2 separate regions of the Mus musculus genome follow, and region 1 is linked to region 2. The links are chromatin contacts, called in public Hi-C maps. All regions are on one chromosome and are shown on one strand. The core of a region is the stretch at or near the end of the contact, and the rest is flanking DNA. Distances in the headings are between cores, read along the strand shown. Region 1 overlaps Plekhg3 (pleckstrin homology domain containing, family G (with RhoGef domain) member 3). Region 2 has its middle 30 kb from the start of Gm40445.

Region 1 (6,304 bases), core at 754-3,253, 70 kb before region 2:
GCATGAGGCAGCCAGGGAACAAGGCAGTCACATGCAAGTGTGCTTGAACGTCTGGGTCCCCAGCCCCTCACCTAAGCCACTCCTCACCTGGATACTGTATTGTTGTTTGCTGTGCTTATAGTGGGTGACAGTGAAGCAGAGAGAGTCTCTGGTGCTTTCGATCAGCATCAGTGAGGAGCACTGTGGGGAGGAGGGGGGCAGAGAACAAGATAATTAAGCAGGAGAGAGGGGGACCCCAACCTTGAGACAAGTCTCAGAAGATGGCAGCAGAGCCCATTGAAGCCAGAAGGAAGCTGGAGCCAGGGTCCATAGGAAAGAAGAGAAGACAGCAAGAGAGAGAGAGAGACAGCATAGTTACCGGAATGTGGCCCTTGTAGACAAAGTGGTCGCCTCGCTTCTTGGTAATGAGCAGTATCTTGTCAAAGAGGAAGAAAGTTCTGTCATTGCGCACGCGGTGCACACGAAAGGTGGCTTCCAGGACCAGCTCCCCGTAAGTGGTCAGGTCCGGTCCCTTCCAGTTAATGAGCAGTGACTGGATCTCCTGCAGTAGAGACCCCGACACCCCGAGTCAGGCCTCACTGTTCCCAGGAAGCTCACACAGACGCCACCCCAAAGGCTTCCTCAGATACCACGCCCCGACTCAGCCGAGCACAGCGCAATCAATACTCCTGCTTTCAAGCCTCGTCTCCTCCCAGCCCAGAGCACCTGTAGCCGAACTGCGTGCTCATGCCTCCTCTTCATGTCGTTGATGTACCAGGCCACGCACGTCATGGTGTCGATGGCATCCTCCACCACCTCGAAGCCATCCTCTTCCTCATCAAAATGTTTGGCAATTTCCTAGACAATGACAGCTGTCTGAGCGAGACCGACTCCGAGGCTCTACCCCGCACCCCGGCACATGCCTGCTATCTGGGGGGAAGGCCTGAGCTACCTGGAGCAGCAGGTGGTACTTCAGGACGCGCTGGACCGGCTTCAGCAGGTAGGAGCCCAGAGGCAGGGAGTGCTGCAGCAGCTCCTGCCGATCTCTGAAGAACTTAGCTTGTTGCTTGTCTTGCATGCACTCTGTGAGGGCTGCCACTGAGCTGGGAGGGGTGGGAATGGGTGTTATCATCTGGGGAAAGTCTGGTGGGGGGTGGGCAGGAACCCCATACTCATCAAATGGCCCGGCTGTCCCTCTCTACCCAAAATTACTCACTTGGGGTAGTTGTTGCAATACTGAGTGTATATATCAAACTCTTGGCTCTAAGGAAAGACAAAAAAAAAAAGAAAGGGAAAGGATTACAGGGAGCTTCTCAGAGGACTAGACATGGGGGCGGGGAGGTGGGGTTGGGTTAGTACTGGTTCCCAACTCCTAGGAATAGTCTTCTCATTCCTGAGAGCCTGCAGAGCCATGTTGGCATCCCACCCACCTACCAGCCTTAGACAGGGATGCCCAGTGCTTAAGTGTCCTCTTATATTGGGGCTCTCCAATCCCAGAAGCACAGGACAAGGAGAGGGGACCCAGTCACTCTTACCCTTTCCACGAAGCAGCTGGCCACTGCCACAGGGTCACTATTGCAGCTGTCCAGGTCTCTGAGAAGCTGGCTGTGGGAGGGGACAGAGACCATGAGATCCCCTCCTCTGTAGCTACATACCCGCTGCCCACCTCCTCAGACACAGAACACAGCTATCCTTGATGTCATGCTGTGAGTCACGGCTTCTGCCCTGAGTAAACCCTGCCCCCGGGAATACCACAGAAAGTATTCAGAACACCACACACACCCGGAGACCCACATGCTCAGCAAGCAACGGAGGAAGAGGGCCACACCAGTACCCACCTTAGGAGAGGGCACAGCTCCTCTGTAGGCAGGAGTCAAACACACAAAAGAAGAGATTAAAGGAGAGAAGAAAAAAAAGAGAGAGAGAGGGGAAACTAGCAAAGACCGCTCCCAGATAGGAGAGTGCAGGGGGAAGAGAGACAGGAGGAGACTCAGCACTCTGAGCTCGGGTGGGGGCGCTTGAGAGACACTGGAGACAGCAAGCCTCTCCTGTCCATGCGCTTCCCTCTTTCCTGCTCTGTGCCTTCCTAGGTCTTGTGTGTGTAGCCCACACTCTTAACTACACACTACCCAGACTCCTCCAGCTGCAAAGAACCGGAGGAAGAGTCTTGCCGGGTCAACTGCTGCTCTCTAAACTGTTTTTCTTGACAGTACCCTTGTCTGAGAGTCTGTGGTCCCAGAACAGCAGACTGACTCTTCAGGGGCTTATCAAGCCATTTTTGCCTGGCCATTTTTGCCTGGCCTGTGTGATAGCCTAATCCAGTGGTTCTCAACCTTCCTAATGCTGCAACCCTTTAAATACACTGTCTCATGTTGTGGTGACCCCAACCCCAACTCTAAAAATTTTTAAAGCTTTCTTCTTTTTCTTTTAATATTTCTTTATTTTATGTATATGAGTACACTGTAGCTGTCTTCAGACACACCAGGAGAGGGCATGGGATCCCATGACAGATGGTTGTGAGCCACCATATGGTTGCTGGGAATTGAACTCAGGACCTGTGGAAGAGCAGTCAGTGCTCTTAACCTCTGAGCCATCTCTCCAGCTCTCTAAAACTTTTTCACTGCTACTTCATAACTGCAGTTCTGCTGGTGTTATGAACTATAATGTGAATGTATTTGGAGGCAAAGGTTCACGAAAGTGGTCACCACCCACAAGCTGAGAACCCACTGTAACAGGCCAGACCTTCAGAGAGTCTTTAGTTCCCTTGGAATCCGTGGGAAAGAAGAGAAATAAACTGTAAGATGTGCAAGATGATATAGAAAAAAAAAAGAGGCACCCACAGGAAGCACACAAGTATGCAAGGCCTAACACCATTCCTGCAAGCATGTGACCTAGAAAGGCCAGCTGGCACCCTCTCCCAGCCTAGCACCAAGATCTTGTGCAAGGGTAGACTTCAACTCCCCATGGCCACAGTCAGGCCTATGTGTCACAGCCCGTGTGTCCAGACATCCAGGGGTTCTCCCCAGGCCCCCAGACAACACAGGCCTAGCACATACCTGTTCAGTGCATATATGCTCTCTATGTTCCCAAAGAGGGCGCTGACTTGCTCTGGCTTCAGGAGTCCTGGAGTGTCAATGATCTTCAAGAGGTAGTCCTGCACGGGAGAGAGGTGTGAACACCCTGCACCCCTTGGCTTGATCACCTAACCCCCCAAATCACACCTCACTCTGCGATGACGCAATCTTTGCGGGCAGCGCCACTGTCCTGAGCGACAGGTATTGACTCAGAAACAGACATCCACTTGGCACCTTGGAATGTAACCTTATTTGGAGACAGGGTCTTTGTCATTAAACTGCTCAAGATGACATCATTTAATATTTAAGGAGGCTCTAAGTCTAATTGCTGGTGTTCTCCACAGCGAAAAGGGCACAGCCAGAAAGCAGGTGATGGGAGGAAACCAGGTCAACGCAGCCACAGGACACTTGAGAAAATTAATCATGACTGTCTGTAATCCCAGTACTTGGGAGGCAGAGCCATGAGAACTGCCTTGAGTTAAGGGCCCTCCAGAGCTACACAGCAAAATCCTATCTTGGGGGGGGGGGGGGGCTGGCGAGATGGCTCAGCGCAAGAGCACTGATTACTCTTCAGAAGGTCCTGGGTTCAAATCCCAGCAACCACATGGTGGCTCACAACCACCCGTAATGAGATCTGACGCCCTCTTCTGATGCATCTGAAGACTGCTACAGTGTACTTACATATAATAAATGAATAAATCTTTAAAAAATAAATACAATCAAGCCAAGAGGCTGGTGAGATGTCCCATCAGGTAAAGATGCTTGCCTAGTGACCTGAATCGATCCTCAGAACTACTTAAAGATGGAACATCTTCACTTCATACACATGCTCAAACATACACACATGCATATGTGTTCAAGTAAACATGTTCTCTTTTTTTGTTGTTTTTTGAGATGGGTTTTTTTCTCCATTTGCAGACCAGGCTGACCTTAAATTCACAGAGATCTGCCTGCCTCTGCCTCCAGAATGCGGGGATCAGCGTGCATGCCCCCACCATACCCAGATCTCATTTTAGATTTATTTATCCATGTATTTTACATATACGAGTGCTTTGTCTTCAGACACACCAGAAGAGGGCATTAGATCCCATTATGGATGGTTGTGAGCCACCACATGGCTGCTGGGAATTGAACTCAGGACCTCTGGAAGAGCAGCCAAGCGCTCTTAACCGCTGAGCCATGTCTCCAGCCCCACACTTTCTTAATCAAAACAAACAGTCTGAAAGAGAATTCATTTGTGGTGCTTTAAGTCAACAGGTTTTGTGCATAGCCCTAATAGACTCACACACCTGCCTCCTCACCAGGCACATGTCACCTTTCCCCCGAATGCCCTACCGCATGAAACATTCTTCTACTGCCATGCCTAATCTTTTTCAGGCAAAGAGCCCGAGGCTCCAGACATTGTGCCCATGCTCAAGGTTCCACAGCCATGAAATAGCAGAGTGGGGAACCTGGATGAACCTACCCAGGTTTAATCCCTACAGAGCTCTTAGGGGTCCTCCTTGTCAGGCTAAAGCCCCTCCCTGTGCTATCACAGTGCCCACTCCCCAAGCAACTACAGGAAATTCTACAACCCTACTAATGTGGCTTGGTATCATAAGGAAGTGTGAGAAGCCAAGAGTCCCCACTAGGCAGGTCCCCAAAGCTTCCTCATGGCCTTATGAGAAACAAATTTAGAAAAACAGGTTGTACTAAAGAGCTGGGCCACTGGAGGCCAGCATCCTAAGGCCTCTTAGCTAGCCAGCCCCTCCCAGACTCAGCACTCACCTCCACAATGCTCCGTAGGTCCTGCACATACATGCGCTCTGTTTCCACGATCTCTCTCACCACCCGGCCCAGATAGCTGAGCTTGTGGTAGGCAGGACTTGTCCCTGCACGGCCGTTGAATGGGGAGAGAGGTCCCTTCATGTTCAGCCAGCCACTGGAGTTGTTGTTGCTGTTGGGAACATGCCGGTCCCAAGGGGAGCCTGTCCCATTCTGGGCTGAAGCCTCCGAGCCAGTGGGCTCCTCCATGGCACTGTGACTGTCACGGGAGGAGCCAGATGAAGAAGTGGTGGACACTAGGCTTCGTGGCCGCTCCTGGCTGCCATCTTGGTGGAGGGCAGTGGAGACGGGCATCCTGGCATCGCTGCCTGGGGCTGTCACCTCGGGGAGATTCTGGAGCAAAACAGACAGATGGAGGGTCAAGCTCTAGTACCTGCAGAATCAGAAAGCGGAAGGGAGGTTGCCAGAGACAGGGAGGTGCGGAATGGGAAGTCACTATGAGTGGGTCCAAAGTTCACTGTGTAAGAAGATGAAAACGGTTTCAGAATGGATCGGCATGTATGTGGTAATGACACAAAAGTACTCGATGTCACTGAACTACGTTCACAAATGGTTAAGATGATCAATTTTCACTTTTGCATGTCTTACCACAATTTTAAAAACAAGGCCACGGAGATGCCCAGCAGGTAAAGGCTCTTGCCACCACGCCTGCAAACCTGAGCTGTGTCTCTGAGACCCACATGGTGAAAGGAGAGAACTGAGTCCTGCAAGCTGTCCTCTGACTTTCCCATGAGTGCCAAAGCACGTGCAGCCACCTCCGGGATAAATAAGTGTAAAAAATTAAAAACAAACACACAAAATTAAACCCCAGGGAAGACCATTCCCTCAGTCTATGAACACTGACTGATGAGGTCCCTCAAGGTAGTAGAGAGGCTACCTAAGCTAACATAATAGTCTAGGGTGCCTTCTGAAGAACTCAAAACCCAGGTCTAAGGGCTGCGACTATAGCTCAGCTGGTAAAGTGCTTGCCTGGCACGCACAAGGCTGTAAGTGTTAGCACTGTATAAAACCAGGCATGGTGCCACATACCTGTGATCCCAGCACTTGGGAAGTAGAGGCAAGACCATCAGAAGGTCAAGGCTATCCTAAGCCATACAGTGAGTTCCAGGCTAGCCTGGGCCTCATGAGACCCTATCAAAAAACTATTATTTTTTAAAAAAGGAAGAAAACTAGACAAGCCAGCCACTTAGGCAAAGTGCTCAGCCTCTTGGGTTTTACCCGTAAAATAGAGCGTACCCCAGAGCTATGTCCTCAAAGGTAAGGCAACCCCACTGCCTGCCTCTGAGCACGGTACATGGCAGAGTGAATATTCCACAAACCATCAGTACATGATGATGATGGTGGTTATCACAATGTGTAGCCTACGTGCCTGCCCCTCTGGGCCCATGCTAAGCATCTCTGCACAGGGTAGGCCAAAGGTTGGTTCT
Region 2 (6,501 bases), core at 2,142-4,641:
TTGAGACAGGATCTCACTTGGTCACTATGTAGCTCTGGCTGGCCCAGAACTACTATGTACATCAAGTTGGCCTCAAATTCACAGAGATCTGTCTACCTTTACCTCCTAAGGACTGGAATTAAAGGCTTGTGCCACCACATCACACCAGGCCCCAGATCATAGGCCCTAGATCATACTGTTTTAATTTTTACATACTTTATTTATTAATCTTGTGGAGAGGGGAGTGCGGCACGCTCGTGCCAACAAGCCCAGGTTAGTCAGGCTTGGCAGCAGGAGCCTTTACCCTCTGAGCCATCTTGCTGGCCCGAGATCATATTTCAATCTAAAGAGAAAGCATACTCACTATCTGCCTTTCTGGTCGCCCCCTGGGCATTTGCTTTCTTATAAAAGTTTGGAGAAGTCTGAAGGATCAGTCCCAAAGAATGGACAAGCGGCTCACTTCTGCCCCCTAGAGGACATGAAGAAAGAAGCGGGGGAGCTAAATACGTGCTCGGAAATCCTTACAGAAACAAGAATTTAAAACCCTCAATCTAAAGAGAGCATCATTTAGCTCCCGAAAGAGAGGCGGGCTGGAAGCAGGTTATCCGGACCAAGATTAAGAGCATATCAGGGTAAACCGATAACCAGACGGGGACAGCTCACTCCCCACCTCCACCCCTCACACCTTCCTGCTCCCCAGCCCTCATTCCCATCCCCACCTCAAGAGAGTCAAGAGAGGGTTTCTCTATGTAGCTCTGGCTGTCCCGGAAGTCACTCTGTAGACCAGGCTGGCCTCAAACTCAGAGATACCCTGCCTCTGAGTGCTGGGATTAAAGACATGAACCACCACCCGGCCGGAAGCACTCATCTTAACCCGAACCCCAGAGTTTGTTTGTTTGTTTTTTAAGTGTTTGAGGTTTTTGCATGTTTACCATGCGTATGCAGTGTCCATAGAGGTCAGAAGCCAGCATCGGATTCCTGGAACCAGAGCTAAGGACGGTTTGAGTTACAGTGTAGGTGCTGGGAAATGAGTCCTAGTTCTCTGCAAGAACAACAGGTTCTCTCAACCCCGGGAGCTATCTCTCCATCTCTCCAGGCTCTCTGATCCCCAGCACCTTTATACCAGGGCAAGCCTGGGGAACAAACACACATCATTCATGCATCCTACAAAAGCTACCAGAACACCTCTCATCTACACGGTTACTATAGCCTGTGGTGCACTTAACAGAGCTGGGTCTGCGGTCCTTGCTCCAAAGAGGATGGGCCAGTTAGATTATCTCTTTTGAGATACTTGGCTTGCTGATTGAAAAAAGAACCCATTTGCACAATGCCCTGGCAGTCCGGATGCCACCTTGTGCTTGTCGGCTTGATTTCACTTGTTCTGTTGGACCTCAGTTTCCTTGGCTGTAACAGCAGACTGTAGCTCACTAACCTCCTTCCTGCTCTCTGTCTGCAAAGCTTTAACCCCTTCCCTCCCTCCAAGATGGCTGAGGGAAACTTGTCTATGTGCCCTGCCTAGGATGTTGGTCTCCATACCTGTGCAGAGTTATCTCCCCACAAACAGTTCCTGAAAAGCCCAACAGCTGCTGGAACCTGTGCCCTCCCGGTCCCCTAGGCTCTGGGCTCTGGGTATCTCTGTTGCTGGCATTCCCAGCCATGCTGTAGGTCCTTTCTTTTTGCTGCTATCTAGGTTGTAATGTGGATTTTCATTTCACGAGGGAATCCTGGGGGAAAGTACAGTTGACTGAAAAAGGAAAATGTCTAGAAATCCAGAAATCTTGAGATCTGAAATCCATCAGGCCAGGCTTTAAACCCTGGCTCTGTGACTTAATAAGCGTGTGATTTGGAACAAGTTGCCCATGCTGGGCTTGGTTTCTTCATCTACAGAAGGGGCATAAGAAAAATGTCTACATGCTGTGGGAAAGAGGACACCCACATTGTGCCTGCAGACAAGGCGGGTGGTTTGCTTTTTCTCCCCAGACCTCTGGGTTTTTGTAATAACCAGAGGATGTGGGCACACTCCCAAGCATCCTTTCTGCTTGGAATCCCAAATGTGTATTTGTAGATCCTAAGCATCTCTTACCCCCAGCAATTGGGAGACTGCTGCAGGGGAAGACAGGGGAGTCTGAGGTCATCCTGGGTTACATAACGAGAACCTCTCTCAAATCATCACTCACACTCACACTCATTCACACACTCACACACACACACATAAACACAAACACACACATACAAGCACTCATACAGACACACACATATAAACACACACAAGCACCCACATAGACACATGCAAGCACTCACACAGATAACACATAAACACACAAACACTCGCACACATACATACACACAAGCATTCACACAGACACATATACAAACATACTCACATACACACACACAAAGACAACACACTTATAAAATTTTTACATACAAACGCTCACACACAAGCACTCAGATACAAACACACAAATACACACACACTCATATGGACACATAAACAAATATACACTGATACACACACACACACACACAAAGACATACACACACACACACACACACACACACACACAGATTCACGTGGACACCAGAGGACAATTTTTCCTTCCACCGTGTGGGTTTAAGGGTGGAACTCAGTCTTGGAGGCAGGTGCCTTTATTCCCTGAACCACCTTGAAGGACCCTGTCCGGATTTTCTCATTATTTCTCTGCTTCTCATAAAGGGTCCATGCCAAAGATCTCTCCTTTCCAACTTTCCTCAGAACAGAAACATCCAAATAGACAAGCCCTACAAATGTCCTTTCTTTGACCAACAGAACAAGGTCCTCTGAATATGTCCACATGAGAGCATCTGACCCCGGTTCTTACATCCATGCTTCTAGGCCTGGAACTGTAAACTGTACCCAGCCATTCTGTTGGATGCACTTAGTTGCTTTAGAGCAAAGATGAACCAGCATGTTTCCTTTCACCTCTTAGGTAAATATGTGTCCATGTGTTGCCAACAAAGTAAATGACAATTTCAACTGGGTCTTTTGATGCTTCTCTCTCTCTCTCTCTCTCTCTCTCTCTCTCTCTCTCACACACACACACACACACACACACACACACACACGTGCTCACACACTCACTTGCCTGTTGATTAAAATGACGCATTTGGCCTGAAGTCAAGTAAAGGCTTTTTGTTAGTCTGAAGTCATTTTCAGGAGTGGGGGAGGCCATTTCCACTTCTGACTTCCTCTCCAAAGGTTAATAAAAGTGTCAGTGATGGATCAAATCCAGGGGATGCTGGCAGCCCTTACAGCATCACCGGTAAAGCACAGCCACGCCCTTTTCTCACACCAGGTGCCAACACTGCAACCTTCAGAGGAAAACTTTTCTCATGAACCAGAGCTAGCAGGAAAATCCAGAACGGCTGGGAGTGGATCCAGAGCCCTGATTTGCTCTCTTCTCCAGAGATGAGTCACTGACTCACCCAGCATATACAAACATAAGGCAGTGCCTTTTCTTTCTCTCCTTAACTAGGAGACAATTCATATAACATAAATTCATCATTTTAATGTTTGGGGTTTTTTTGTTTTGTTTTGTTTTTTTGTTTATTTTCGAGACAGGGTTTCTCTATGTAGCCCTGGCTGTCCTGGAACTCACTTTGTAGACCAGGCTGGCCTCGAACTCAGAAATCCACTTGCCTCTGCCTCCCAAGTGCTGGGATTAAAGGCATGCACCACCACTGCCTGGCCATCTTTTTAATGTTTACAAGTCAGTGTTTTGAATATGCTGATCTGTGTGCCATACCACCACACTCACATTCTTTCTTTATTATTATTATTATTATTTTGGTTTTATGTTTTTATTCTTCTGTAACTTGAGGCCCTCATACATAGCAAGCAGTCTGGAAGCTAGTGTCCATATACATTCAAAGATTTAAGTTAGTGTTTAGGATTTTACTATTATTACACATATCACTCAACGTAGAGATTATAACTTCTTCTGAATAAATTTCCTAGCCGGGCATGGTGGTGCACACCTTTAATCTCAGCACTCCAGAGGCAGAGGCAGGTGAATTTCTGAGTTTGAGGCCAGCCTGGTCTACAAAGTGAGTTCTAGGACAGCCAGGGCTATACAGAGAAACTCTGTCTCGAAAAAACAAAAACAACAACAACAAAAAATTCCTACAAAATTAAATCCAACATATAAAGTTCCATTTCTACTTTCTAGGAAAATCCAAAGTGTCTTTCAAAAAAGGAAAAAAAAACCTTTTGTCCAATGGCATAATAATATCATATGGTAATGATAACAAACCTTTATACATCAAAAATATGGTGATTTCTTGGGAAATGCTGAATATTAAAATAAAAATAAAGCTGAAAATGCCAGTAACTGTGACAGTAGGAGGTTGCCTTATCTTGTCCAGCATTGTCTTGCAGCTTCAGGTCCTGCCATTGGTGGAGAATCTCTCAGGGAGCTTCTGTTTGGAGGTGGCTTTGGTTTGGCATCTTACTAAGAATAGTTGCCATCACTTTTCTCTCATCAAAATTCTTCCACTGCTCATACAGTTTTAAAATAACCCTGACTATTTCCAAAGTCTTCTCCATATCCACAGAAAGCTCGGTCACAGGTCACACTCACATTCTTTTTTTTTTTTTTTTTAAAGAGCAAGGACACTGGGCCCGAGCCTTATGACATCTTTTTTTTTTATAGATTTATTTATTAATATATGTAAGTACACTGTAGCTGTCTTCAGACACTCCAGAAGAGGGAGTCAGATCTTGTTGCGGATGGTTGTGAGCCACCATGTGGTTGCTGGGATTTGAACTCTGGACCTTTGGAAGAGCAGTTGGGTGCTCTTACCCACTGAGCCATCTCACCAGCCCCCACACTCACATTCTTAAACCCTTCCATCATCATAGAGGCCAGTACCCACCAGCAGTCGCTCCTGTCTCTCCCTGGTGCCTTCCTCCTCCAGTCTCTGGCAACCAGTACTGTACTTTCTGTTATCGTGTTGGTGTTTGGGAAACTATGAAAATGCAATCAGAAAATATGTGCTCTTTTATACCTGGCTTATTTTATTTAGCATAGTGTTTCAAAAGTTTGTTTGTGTTTGTGATCTCTGACAGCACCATCTTATTTCTTATTTCCCAAAAATCTCCCGCTGTACACAGACACAGCACATTTTATTGATCCATTTATCAGATGATGGATGACATTTGGGCTGTTTCTACTTATTAGCTCTTATGGATTCTGCTGAGATGAATATGCATACACGAGTGTTTGAGTGGATGTGGTTCTGATTCTCTTGGACATTGTCTTAGTCACTGTTCTGTTGCTGTGAAGAGACACCATGACCAAGGCAACACTTATAAAAGAAAACATCTAACTGGGGACTTCCTTACAGTTTTAGAGGGTTGGTCCGTGATCATCATGGGGAGAAGCAGACAAGCATGGAGTAGCTGAGAACTTTACATCCTATCTACAGGGAATAAACAGAAAAAAAGAGACCGAGCCTGACATGGACTTTTGAAACTTCAAAGCTCACCCTGAATGAGACACTTCCTCAAACAAGGCCACACCTCCTAATCCTTTCCAAACAGTTCCACCCACTGGGCACCCAACATTGAAATATATGAACCTACAGGGGCTGCTCTCATTCAAACCAACACAGACATACACTGTGAGAAGAACTTCTGGGCCACATGGTATTTCAATAGCAACTGAGACCCTGTCAGGCTGTTTTCATCTCTGCCCCTGCTGCTGTGCTAGGAGTCTATAGTAAAACAGTGGGCCAGACAGGCCTGGTCACTACCTGCTAGATTCTGCAACTCAGCATGGGGCTGGGGTGGAGGGAGCATAAAACAGACAACTGCAGAGGTAGGTGTTAGCACACTTGCAGAAATGCAGGGATGGGGAAGTGTAGCCTGCATTGAGACTGCCCTGTAAGAGGACCTATCTGAGGGCATGGTGATGTCCTAGTTTGCTTCCTATTCCTGTGATAAAGATCATGAAGAAAAGGAACTTGGGGAGAGAGGTTTACGTCATCTCACAGCTTATAGTCCACTGGGAGGGAAGTCAGGGCAGGCACTCAAGGCAGGAACCCAGAGACAGGAACTGAAGCAGAGGCCCCAGAGTACCACTGCTCAGTGGTCTGCTCTGCATGCTTTATTATACAACCCAGGACCTCGGCCCAGAATTAATACTGCCCATGTCAATCACTAATCAAGAAGTGCCCCACCCCACCCCGTCCCCAGGCTTGCCTCCCACCAATCTGAAAGAAGCGTATTTTCGGTTGAGGTTTCCTCTTCACGGATGACTCTCGAGCACAGACAGGATAAATGCAAAGGCCCTCTGGAAACGTCAGCCCCAAGGCTAGATGCCACAACAAACAAAACCACTCCCAATCAACCGACTTGGAGGAATTGTGATTTGGTGGTTTTCAAAAAGTCCCCATCATTTGAGGGCATAGAAACTCTACCCAGGGGCTCTGGGTAATCTTTGAAGTGATTTATGGAAATATTTAGAAATGGAAACGCAAGTT

What was found. Hi-C and Micro-C count contacts between places; a contact is called where the count stands out from the background.
Region 1: a Hi-C map of pancreatic cancer cells shows a contact between it and region 2, with 3 times the contacts expected there. The contact joins two enhancer-like sites. A contact is called at or near these places in 4 of 15 datasets of contacts at CTCF or cohesin (CD8 T cells, the G1E-ER4 cell line, the NIH/3T3 cell line and 1 more), 23 of 484 Hi-C or Micro-C datasets (CD8 T cells, ECoMG myeloid progenitors, the G1E-ER4 cell line and 14 more), 7 of 115 datasets of contacts at active chromatin or transcription factors (cardiomyocytes, embryonic fibroblasts, embryonic stem cells and 1 more) and 3 of 9 other capture datasets (adipose tissue, liver and pancreatic islet).

The regions. Positions count from the first base shown.
Region 1 is chr12:76,559,035-76,565,338 of GRCm38.p6, reverse strand. It overlaps Plekhg3 (pleckstrin homology domain containing, family G (with RhoGef domain) member 3), which reads right to left. Exons shown (of 19, transcript NM_153804.4): 2 at 4,821-5,210; 3 at 3,036-3,133; 4 at 1,515-1,584; 5 at 1,196-1,242; 6 at 932-1,082; 7 at 706-837; 8 at 359-541; 9 at 88-180. The coding sequence starts at 5,171. Among named protein-coding and RNA genes, the nearest start is that of AI463170, 14 kb to the right of the region's middle. Within about 2 kb of position 2,003, at least 24 of the 459 cell types and tissues checked have an H3K27ac peak or open chromatin away from gene starts, as enhancers often do. A contact at or near this core is called in pancreatic cancer cells, where this site is marked.
Region 2 is chr12:76,490,436-76,496,936 of GRCm38.p6, reverse strand. No RefSeq gene overlaps it. Among named protein-coding and RNA genes, the nearest start is that of Gm40445, 30 kb to the left of the region's middle. Within about 2 kb of position 3,391, at least 28 of the 459 cell types and tissues checked have an H3K27ac peak or open chromatin away from gene starts, as enhancers often do. A contact at or near this core is called in pancreatic cancer cells, where this site is marked.